Regions from separate parts of the Sus scrofa genome. Here region 2 is linked to region 1. Evidence: chromatin contacts called from public HiChIP or PLAC-seq data. All regions are on one chromosome and are shown on one strand. The core of a region is the stretch at or near the end of the contact, and the rest is flanking DNA. Distances in the headings are between cores, read along the strand shown.

The links. HiChIP or PLAC-seq counts read pairs in DNA pulled down with a chosen protein or histone mark.
Region 2: a contact with region 1 is called in an H3K27ac HiChIP or PLAC-seq map of skeletal muscle, with 4 times the contacts expected there. The contact joins two enhancer-like sites. A contact is called at or near these places in 14 of 47 Hi-C or Micro-C datasets (embryonic fibroblasts, epiblast stem cells, fetal heart ventricle and 8 more) and 1 of 2 datasets of contacts at active chromatin or transcription factors (skeletal muscle).

What each region holds. Positions count from the first base shown.
Region 1 is chr12:48,267,667-48,273,052 of Sscrofa11.1, reverse strand. SMG6 (telomerase-binding protein EST1A) reads left to right here. Exons shown (of 19, transcript XM_021067586.1): 13 at 2,684-2,885. Among named protein-coding and RNA genes, the nearest start is that of HIC1, 100 kb to the right of the region's middle. Within about 2 kb of position 3,167, at least 33 of the 83 cell types and tissues checked have an H3K27ac peak or open chromatin away from gene starts, as enhancers often do. A contact at or near this core is called in fetal skeletal muscle, retroperitoneal adipose tissue and skeletal muscle, where this site is marked.
Region 2 is chr12:48,333,448-48,338,833 of Sscrofa11.1, reverse strand. SMG6 (telomerase-binding protein EST1A) reads left to right here. Exons shown (of 19, transcript XM_021067586.1): 9 at 3,191-3,252. Among named protein-coding and RNA genes, the nearest start is that of SRR, 51 kb to the left of the region's middle. Within about 2 kb of position 2,978, at least 24 of the 83 cell types and tissues checked have an H3K27ac peak or open chromatin away from gene starts, as enhancers often do. A contact at or near this core is called in fetal skeletal muscle, retroperitoneal adipose tissue and skeletal muscle, where this site is marked.

The DNA of each region.
Region 1 (5,386 bases), core at 1,918-4,417:
GAGAGAGGGATGTGGGGCCTCCCACTGTGGCAGCCGTGGGTAATTTTCTGCCGCCTCTCCCTTGCTGAAGATGCTGCTGCCCACCCTCCCCACCCCCGGCTATGTCCTGAAGCAGCCTTGACCTGCACGGCACCAACCAAGGCCCCCAAGCCAAGAATTCAGCTGGGAGACTTTTCACCTTCTTCCTTCTCACTGTCGTCTTTCCTGTTTATTTTCCAAATTGCTGCTCTGCAGCCGAGCAGTGCCTCTTGGCCAGAGCTCACCAGCACTGTGGGATCAGACTCAGGCAGTGGGCTCAAGTGGCCAGCAGGGCACTGGGGGAGGAAGCGGGGAGCTGGAAGAGCCTCCCTGTGCGTCTCCCATGGGCAGCGCTAACCTCGGAGGCGGCCCTGAGCAGCCCTATCACATCCGGTGCTTGTCTCTGCAGCCGGGACCGGAGGATAAACTATCAGAGCTGTGGGGCAGTGCATCATTCCTCTTATTATTTTCTTCTCTGCAGATGGGGTCGTGGAAAGTTCAGTTCCTTTTAACCCTCGAAGTTCTGTTTATTCTACAGCTGGTAGCCTGAATGCCGCGTTTCCCATTACATCACAAAGGGGCTCAGGCAGATCTCTGCACTGAAACGTGTTGCAACTGTTTATTTTTTTCCATATTTAAACATTTCTGACAGCCAAACTCAGCCGAGCCAAAAGATGGAGCTTTGTGAATGAGTCTGGTTGTCGGTGTCTGTGCAGAGAGAGGCTTTAGAAAGCTCTCGTCCCTCCGGTGATTCTTCCCAAACATGTTCCTTTTCCTGGGCAAAGCCTGCGAGGCGAGCTCCTTGTGCAGTACACGTGTGTTGATTATGTGCCGTTGTGTGATTAATGGAGCTGTGTTCCGCCCAGTTCCCAGGACACTCTTGAAAACAAGATGTTTCATTTCATTGCCTTTTCCTAGTGCAGTTATTACAGTAAATAAACCAGTGCAGGCTCCTTCCACCTGGAGCCAGTCGGGGAGTCCCCACACCTCTACTCCACGTTCTCCCCCGGCATCACCTTCTGTGCCATGTCCCTTGAATGTCCTCTTTTCTGCTGTCTCCCAAAGGCTCCCGGTCTCCAGGAGAAACGAATTGCTCAGGTCCGAGGCCCCTCCCTGGCAGATTTGGCTCATGCGCAGTAACTCCTCTGGGAAGATTCCAGGATGTAGCTCGCTCTTACAGCTCACTTTGCTTCTTGCCGCTCCATCTCTTGCGCCTAATTGTAAAGTTTTTCTTTGTTATTTTATGCAGTTCCCTCCTTTTAGAGTGCAACTTAGCATCCATAGAGCATTGCTTGTTTCAGACTCGCTGGTTAGGTAGTCTTCTGGAAAAGAAAGCCAAGTCTTGTACAGCCTGGGGCCTATAGACTTGGCAGGCCCTGGATCTGACCACAGTTTGGCTACTTGAGCTATGTCCTCTGCAGACAAAAAAGAAAGCTCTAAGGATCCTTATTAGCACCCACCAAAGCAGGGATCTGAACCACAGTTGTTTTTTGTTTTTTTGTTTTTTTTGGACAAATGGTGGTAACAAATGATTCTGCCTGGAGTTTGAAGTGGGGAGATCCAGACCTTGCATTTTCAAGATTTCTGCTCAGGTTCAACCAGGACCTGGTGATAATGCAGTTAGGGATGACCAGCCATCCCAGTTTGCCCAGGACTGAGAGGTTTCTTGTGACATGGGGCTTTCAGTGCTAAAACTGGGACAGTCCCTATATCTGACCTTCCAGAAGTGCGTGACAGAAGCGGGAGTGGGATGAGGATGACCAAGGTGGCCCTGGTACTGGTTCATCTGCTGAAATGCCCGGGAAGCTTCACCCTCCTGGGAGGATCTTGGCAGGCCAGATATGAGGTGTTTGTCGGGTGTGTGTTTGTTTTCCTACTTGTATATAGGAGGAGATCCCCCCCCCCCTTTAGGGCCACACCTGCAGCATATGGAAGTTCCCAGGCTAGGGGTCGAATTGGAGCTGCAGCTGCCGGCCTACACCACAGCCATAGCAACGCCAGATCTGAGCCATGGTCTGTGACCTACACCACAGCTCACAGCAATGCCAGATCCTTAACCCACTGAGCGAAGCCAGGGATCGAACCCACGTCTCCGTGGATACTAGTCAGGTTCATTACTGCTGAGCCACAAGGGGAACTCCTAGGAGGAGAGTTCTAAACATTGTAGGGGACTAGGGTCGGGGGGCGGGGGGTAATAGCCATATGAGTCTGTGGGATGTGACCAGCCCCTCTGACCATGAGGAAGGCAGGGAGATTGGCACTGTGTTGCTGTCTGTGTGGCATATACTTGGCTGGACAGGAGTTGGGGAGTTCTGGGAGCCGCCCCAGGCACTGGTTGTCTTGACTGTTTGAGTAAGTGTCTCAGGCACACTGTCTGGAAAGGTGACAGGACCTGCATTAGGCAACTGATTCTCTAAATTCTTTTTCCTTTCTGGTTAGGATTAAAAACTCCCCTAATCAATTTCAACTTCGCATAGATGGACACACACCCACCAGATTACTGCCATGAGTGCACAATTTTGTATCCTAGCTTTCTGGGTTAGATTTCCTGGCAGATGCCAGCCATAGACAACATTTGCCACAAGTACCTCCCTGCCACAAGTGCTTAGAATACTGTAACTGGTCCCTCTTTAGAGCTGCTCTTTTCTTACCTTATGTCTCACAGGGTTGCTGTGGATGTGTGGTCAATGCTGGCTGATTTCTGTAACATACTGACTGCAGTGAATCAGTCTGAGGTGCCACTGTACAAGGACCCGGACGATGACCTCACCCTCCTTATCCTGGAAGAGGATCGGCTTCTCTCGGGCTTTGTCCCCTTGCTGGCTGCCCCTCAGGACCCCTGCTACGTGGAGAAAACCTCGGATAAGGTCAGGCCCAGGCCAAACATCCCTCCCCATTCACCCCTCCTCTTTATTCTCCAGACTTTTTTATTCTTGGGAAGTTTTCTGTGCAAACGGAACATGATTAAGTCATTGAGAAGGGTGTTAAGGGAAAATATCGACCTTTTAGCCGCTGACATCCAGCTCTGTGTCCTGAAAAAAAAAAAAAAAAAAAGCCCTCTCAACTTCCTTTGGTGTGTGTGTGCGCTCGCTGGCATGTTGTATATACGATCATTTCCTCACTTGTTTAAATAGTGCAGCTTGTGTTGGCAGTGCTCTCACTCAGCTCCAAATGGTTTGCATCATGCTTAAAGCACCCTCCTTCCTCCCCCCTCTCCGCCTTCCCCCCAGCCACAAAACTCCGCACTAGGAAAACAGCCAGGGCTTTTTCCCTTCTCTGAGGAGGAGAGTGATAAATAGGTGACTAGAGAGAAGCAGACACCATGTGTTAACTTACAAAAAAAGCTTTTAGGAATATGAAGCATTCCCCGCTGCCTGGTTTCTATTTTTCTTCCTCCGAGGACTGTGTTTTAACCTGAACTTTTTCCTTGTCTGTCTGTTTATAGAAAACAAAGCCCATTGCCTGTTGCCCTGGTGGGGACTGTGAAACTCTGAGTCTCTGCCTAACAGTTGGGTCTGTGGCCAGGTGTGGAGCGTAGGGCAGTCCCTTCTGCTTCACATTCCTGTGTGGTGGTTGCTGGGCTGGGGAAGCTGCACCCACAGACCCCCGGGAGCAGGTCCCTTGTGCCGAGCAGAAGTCGGCGACTGACCTCTCTGCAAAGTTGTTGGCGTCACATCCCCTAGAGGGGAGCCTTCCAAGGAGAGTCCACAGGTTGCTTCCACAAGGAAGTGTTTTGAGCCATATGAAATGTAGAGAGAGAGATGGGGTAGATTTTTTATAAGTCAGTTAAAACCAAATTCCAAACATAAACTGCAAATATGAGAGATTTTATATTGAATATGAAATTTTTTTGGCTTTTTCTTAGTGAGAAAAGAATATATATATATGTTCACTGGAGAGAAGTAAAAAGAAGAAAAGTATCCATGGTCCCTCTACCCAGTGGTACCACAACTGCTGTTTTTGCTAATTTTTAACTAATAGTATATACACACAGCACTTTTTTTTGTTAACACAACTGGGGGTCATATTATACATGCTATTTATAATCAGCTTTTTCATTTAATATCTTTTAATGTTTTCTTACATGGAATCATTTTCGGTGATCACTTGGTATTCTCTGCTATACTAAGCTTTCTTTAGCCAGTCTTTGCTTTATTGAACCACGCGCCCACAGCATGTGGAAGTTCCCAGGCCAGGGATCGAGCCCGCACCACAGCAGTAATTAGAGCTACAACAGTGACAACACCAGATCCTTAACCACTGAGCCACCAGGGTACTCCTGCCTGAGTTTTTGAACTTATATAAACAGAGAAGTGACTTCTTATAGCAGAATTTTTATATATATATTCCCTTTGGTTAAATCTCTGTAGTTAGGTAAAATGTTCTAGACATTGACATATCAAAAACCCATACTCTTTGGACACATTTAATGGCTCATCTTGGGAATGTGAAAACCTCTCTCTCTCAAGAGGAATATTCGTTTTGTGCTTTTCCAGTGAAAAGGTGGAATGAAATCCTACTTTTTTAGTCTCAGGAGGGAATAACAATGGGGAGTTGTAGTATGTGAGGCTGAGGACAGCTAACGAAGTCTAGGCTTTGAGGAGCTGACAAACTGGGCAACCGTGGCTTGGGCTGGGGGAGTGCGAGCATGGACTGTTCTTCTGTGAGCATAGGGTGGTCTTGATTCTGAAGGGTGCTTTTGGGAACTGGCTGTTGGGTTAGCTGTCTCTCAGTGCAAAGCAAGGAAGGAGACCTAATCAGTTTCACACTTGGTAAGCCCTATCTTCTCACCTCTCTCAGCTCTAGTATGAGCATATGATACATGTGTATGATACCGTTTGCAGTATGAAACAATATATGATAAGTGTACGACCTGATCAGAGAAAGATACAAAGTCAGAGGTCCGTGCCCTCAGCCTGTGGTTGTGTGTGAATCATAGGCTGCCCCGGGCAGTTGCAGCTCACTGAGACTAAGGTAGGTCTCTACCTCAAGGACTGTGAAATAGGTGTGTCCAACACAGCAGCTCCAGATCCTGAATTTCTCTCCCCCAAACCTGGTTTTTCTTCAGTCTTCCCATCTGTTAAATGGTAACTTTAACTTTGGGGTTATTCGTGTCAGAATTCTTAGGGTTGGGGAGTTCCCGTCGTGGCGCAGTGGTTAACGAATCCGACTAGGAACCATGAGGTTGTGGGTTCGGTCCCTGCCCTTGCTCAGTGGGTTAACGATCTGGTGTTGCTGTGAGCTGTGGTGTAGGTCGCAGACGCGGCTCGGATCCCGCGTTGCTGTGGCTCTGGTGTAGGCCGGGGGTTGCGGCTCCTATTCGCCCCCTAGCCTGGGAACCTCCATATGCCGTGGGAGCAGCCCAAAG
Region 2 (5,386 bases), core at 1,729-4,228, 66 kb before region 1:
TACTGCCATTAGTCTCTCTTTAGGTCGTTGCTTTTAGATGATACGAAATGCTCAGGAGTCCATAGTGAATTGGTTTTGAACTGGAACCAAAGAGCCTTTCATAATTCTAACACTGTCTCTCAGGGCTACACCCAAGAAGCTTTGTTAGCTTCTGGTGAACAGTATGTAATTGCGTGAGGAAGACCTGGAGGCAGACAGTCTCACCATTCAAGGAGTAATAGCTCTCTCTTGAGTGAGACCATTGAGTATGTTGTTAAGAATAAACACGTTCCAAACATGAAAGCCGGTCCATGGTGGCATATTAGAGAGCGAGAAAGCTCAGACTAAGATATTCCTTGCTGTAGACTTGGTATCAGTTAAGTTTTGCAAAATTTCTGCCTCAGCGCTTGCTGACTTCATGTTATTAGATGTGATGGTGCTTAGTCCCATTTTGATCAATCTATAACAAATCTGCTTCCTCAATATAACATGCCTTTACCTCTCTCTAGAAGGCATCTGCATTTTAGCTCCTTTCCTACTCGAAATGTTGTTGGTGACAAATAAAGAGAAGCTATATTTAGGGTAACAGGTACTTTCAGACTAAAAATAAAGCAGTGGTTCTCATTAACCAAGGTCAGAGAGAATGTGTGTATAGTTTGAAAAAGTTCCCTAAGATTCCCTTCACTATCACTAGTTGAAAAACAATGCATTGAAGTCCACTTTCTATTAGATATAGTTAAATTATGATCATGGCAGGTGTGAAGTCAGGTGATTAAGTAGGCTTCCTCTGCTACCCTAAGGGAAAGGTCTTTGGGAAGTATAGCTAGAGCCACAATATGAAGAAATCTCTTGGTGCACTGATTTTATTCCAGCAGTCATTGTGGGTCACACAGTATGTTTCCTACTAATCAGTAAGGGAAACTTAAAAGTAAAACCGAACTGCTTTTTAAATTGTTCTTCTGCCCTCATCAGCCCTGCATGAATAAGCAAGCTCACCAGTTCTCTTACTGAGATAGATGGCAGTTTAAGGGGAGGAGAACTGTTTTGGAATCAGAAGACCTGGGTTCAAGTTCTAACTCTGCCATTTAGTAGTTTAAGTTGTTTAAATTTCTTTCTTTTCTTTTCTCTTCTTTCTTTCTGTCGTTTTGTCCTTTTAGGGCCCTACCTGCGACATGTGGCTGTTCCCAGGCTAGAGATCTAATCGGAGCTGCACCTGTGACCTATACCACAGCTCACAGATGCCAGATCCTTAACCTACTGAGCAAGGCCAGGGATCGAGCCCACAACCTCATGGTTCCTAGTAGGACTGTTTCCTCTTCACCACAACGGGAACTCCAAGGTTGTTTAAATTTCTGAACTCCCTTGCAGCTTCGGGGATGATAATTGGCTTGAATGAGATGGGTTAGTATCATTCTGTTTCTACCAAAGTACTCTGTATGTGTGAAATTCCTCTTAGTTATGCATGAGTTAACCTGTTTATGATTGACAGCTGGAAAGAGGGACAATTGAGTTAAAAATAGAGAGGGAATTTTTTTTTTTTACTTTTTTATTTAAAATAATTTCCTCCCCGTGGAAAAGTTGTAAGAATAATATGAAGAACTCCGTATATCCTTCATCTGGATTCTCTAGTTAATATTTTACCACTCATTGGGAGAGAATGTTCGGCTGACAGTTGAGTGTTTACAGCATGCCAAGCCTGTGCTTTTACTTGCCTTATCTCATGCACCACTACCTTAACATATAGGTTCTCTTAACTCCATTGGGTGGAAAGAAAAACTTAGGGAGGTTAGATCAGTTGCCTGAGACCCCACGACAGGGACGTGGCAGAAGTTCGAGGGGTAAGTTTTTCAAACCACCTTCCTTTCCCTTCTAGCCCAGGCCTTGCCACTGACGTGGTGGAACCATCAGCCGTTTACTTTGCATCAGTTCCTCACCTTTCCCTTCTGTTCATGGAACCCAGCGTCGTCCACCCCCTTGACTCATCTCACTGTAGAGACAGGTTACCTTCCGTGAAGTATCCTGAGCTTACGAGCCACAGAAACCAATGTTTGATCTAGTATTGCTGATTCAATGTAATTCGTTTAAGCAAAAGTAAAGACTGAAGATTGTATGGTTAGTGGTCCGAGGCATTGGTGAGATGAGATGCCCGCCTTTCTCCACACCCGACTTCATATGAAATTAGTGAAACTGCCACAATTTGGTTGGTGTTCTGTTTTGCAAGAGTATAAGCCGGAAGAGTTTTTTCCTCCTGGGGAAGGCATCCAGGGTGCTGGACTGTTCCTTGCCCTAACCACTCCCTGGAGATCAGGATTCTTGATCCCTCTTCCTGTCTGGCTACAGAGCATATTGCTTCCAGGAGACCAGGGAAGATGACAGGGTTTGGTCTTTAGATTATTTCCACTCTTGGGAGTTGACATTTTTTTCCCCTGCCTTGTTTTGCTCAGAGGAATATCTTCCCTAAGTTGTGATAGAAATAGATTTTCTAGAACCTTGAACTGAGATTGCAAATTTGGTAGCTCATTGATGTGAGCCAGATGTGGCTGGCAAATGTGTGTTTTTGGCTTGCTTAATGTTTAAATTTTTTTCATTAGTAGCCAACATTTAAAACCCAGAGAATTTAACATAAAAACCCAGCGTTCAGCTTTTCTAAAAGGGGGAAAAAAAAAAGAGAGAGAGAAAGATTTGAACTTTAGTTTAAAAGCTGGAGAAGTACAATTTGATGAGCTAGTTAGCGGTGGGTTTCCTCCCCCTTGGTAACCAAAAGGGAGTTTTAGTTTTGGAGAAGGTAGAGAAACAGCTCATAAGTAAGATTAGGGACTTATCCAAGATCATTATCATCTCTGTCCTGTTCTTGTCAGTGTTTTATTTCCATCATTATGGGGCCACCTCCTAGATGGCAGAGAGTGCCTGGCATCTCCCTTTCTACCCAGCCTAGTTGGGTTCATTGCTTCGCTCCCTGCACGCAGTCACCACTGCCAGCAGAGGGTGCTGTTCACTCGCTGAGCCTGCTGTCATTTTGGCTCAGCTGAGCAACAGCTGTTGGGCATGGGCCCTGGGTCTGTGTGAGAGTTTGGGCATGTTCATTTGGTTCCCATCCCCAGTGCCCACCCCTTAGACCCTGGCCAGGTTATTGTGTCACTAGGGACTCTGTTCAGTAACAGGAAACTGGGGAAAGTTTAATTGTTTTCTCCTTTCTCTTTTTCCCATGCAGCTGAACAAAAGGTTCATCCTCAGTTTTCTCCATGCCCATGGGAAGCTGTTTACCCGGATTGGGTAAGTGTGCAGGATGTTTATTTTATTTTCCTACATTACAAGTCATTTTGGAATTTAATATTGTTAGCAACTAGACTGTGTTTGTAACTGAGGGCACAGGGTGTGAATTCTTAGGGGCCTCCACCTTCTCTCCTCTTCCCTTCCCTCACTCTCCTACTGTGCTCGTGACATTTGGGAACGATTACTCTCCAGCCTGCTGGCTCTTCTTTCTCTACCTTCACGAAAAAACCCCCTTTAACCACAGTCTTCCCCCAACCCCCACCCCAATCCCTCAGGGTTTCTCTTTCCTCTGCCTTCCGGCCCAGCCCCTAGTGAGCTCCTCGAGGAAGTCATGCTTAGTCCCTGGGTGCAGCTGCCAGGGGTCCTCCTTGGGGGAAAATTCTGTCCTCTAATTTTCCCTTAAAGAGAAGAGCAACACACTTTCTTCCTCCAGCGTTTTCTCTTCCTTCTGAACCATATACCCTTTCCTCTTAGGCTCTGTTTCCTACACCATGTTGCTGCTCTCAGTAAATGCCAAGACTTTTCTGTGGTCTCACTATCCACCATGGATTTCCATATAAATCTCAGGGAAGGTGGTGTGGGTGTGGGTGTGTGTGTGAGTGTGAGTGTGAGACCTTGTTACTTGAGCTGTCGAGTCCCTGGAAAGAGATCAAGTTTTGAGTATTCCTTTGGTGGATCAGAGTTTGTCCTCACTGCCTAAAGCCAGCGCCCCTGTGCTGGGAGCCTCGTTAGTCCAGGAGAGGAGTGGGTGACGATGCCCTCAGGTCTTCTGTGCATTTTAATATCTTCTGAGTTGGAGCTTTTATTGTGAGGTACCTTTGAGGTGATTTGTTTTGAATTATAGATCCCCCAGTGGTTGGCACTGTTTCAGTTTCTGTCATAACCGTGTAAGTTTATCTGTAATGCGCTAGAAGGTTTCCTCAGTGGGAGAACTGAAAGGCTTTGTCCTGCTTGAAAAAACGCTGTTTGTGGATGGTGAACTAGAAAGTATGCCTGTTACGTAGTCATTTGTCATCAGCCTGGGCAAGAGTGACCGGGATGACCATAGTCTTGATTTTGAAATGACTTGGGAAACTTGGCATAGTGCCAGTAGATGCATCTCTATTAGCAAAAATAAATGTGGAGTAATTTACCCAGGAAAGTAAACTAGGTGCATCAGTAGCAGTAGCACCCCTCTGGCCTCCCCCTACCCCCAAGTTAGCCCTCCTCTGGCGGGCGTTTTTGCTGAACGCTCTTATCTCCCTAGTCCTTGGCGTGTAGTAGGTGCGCAGAGAATGTTTGTTGTAGCAGTGAGTGAATCACTACAAGAGATGAGTTGACTAGGGGAGACTGGAGAGAAGGATCTAATAGCTTTTAGTAGACCCAGGCCAGTCACACGTGAGTAATGCAAAGCGGCGGTTGCAGGGTGGGTAAGGGAATATCAGTATCACTTCATAAACGAGCACGTAGCAGGAATGCTGTTGTGTTGCACTTAAAATAGGCGCTGTGGTTCCTTATTTGTCCTTTTTTCTTAATTCTCATTTTAAAAATCCTTCTTTTCGGAGTTCCTGTTGTGGTGCAGTGGTTAACGAATCTGACTAGGAACCACGAGGTTGCGGGTTCGATCCCTGCTCTTGCTCAGTGGGTTAACGATCCGGGGTTGCCGTGAGCTGTGGTGTAGGTGGCAGACGCGGCTCAGATCCCACGTTGCTGTGGCTCTGACGTAGGCTGGCAGCTACAGCTCCGATTCGACCCCTAGCCTGGGAACCTCCATATGCCGCAGGAGCGGCCCAAGAAATGGCAAAAAGACAAAAATAAATAAATAAATTAATTAAAAATCTTTCTTTTCCTTACTATCTTTCTAGTAAGTATTTTCTATCTTTTTTTCCTTTTTTTTGGCATATATGTTTGTTCTTTAATTTTTTTTTTTTTTTTTTTTTTTTTTTTTTTTTTTTTTTTTTTTGGTCTTTTTGCCATTTCTTGGGCCGCTCCTGCGGCATATGGAGGTTCCCAGGCTAGGGGTCAAATCGGAGCTGTAGCTGCCAGCCTACGCCAGAGCCACATCAACTTGGGATCTGAGCTGCATCTGCATCCTACACCACAGCTCACGGCAACACCAGATCCTTAACCCACTGAGCAAGGGCAGGGATCAAAC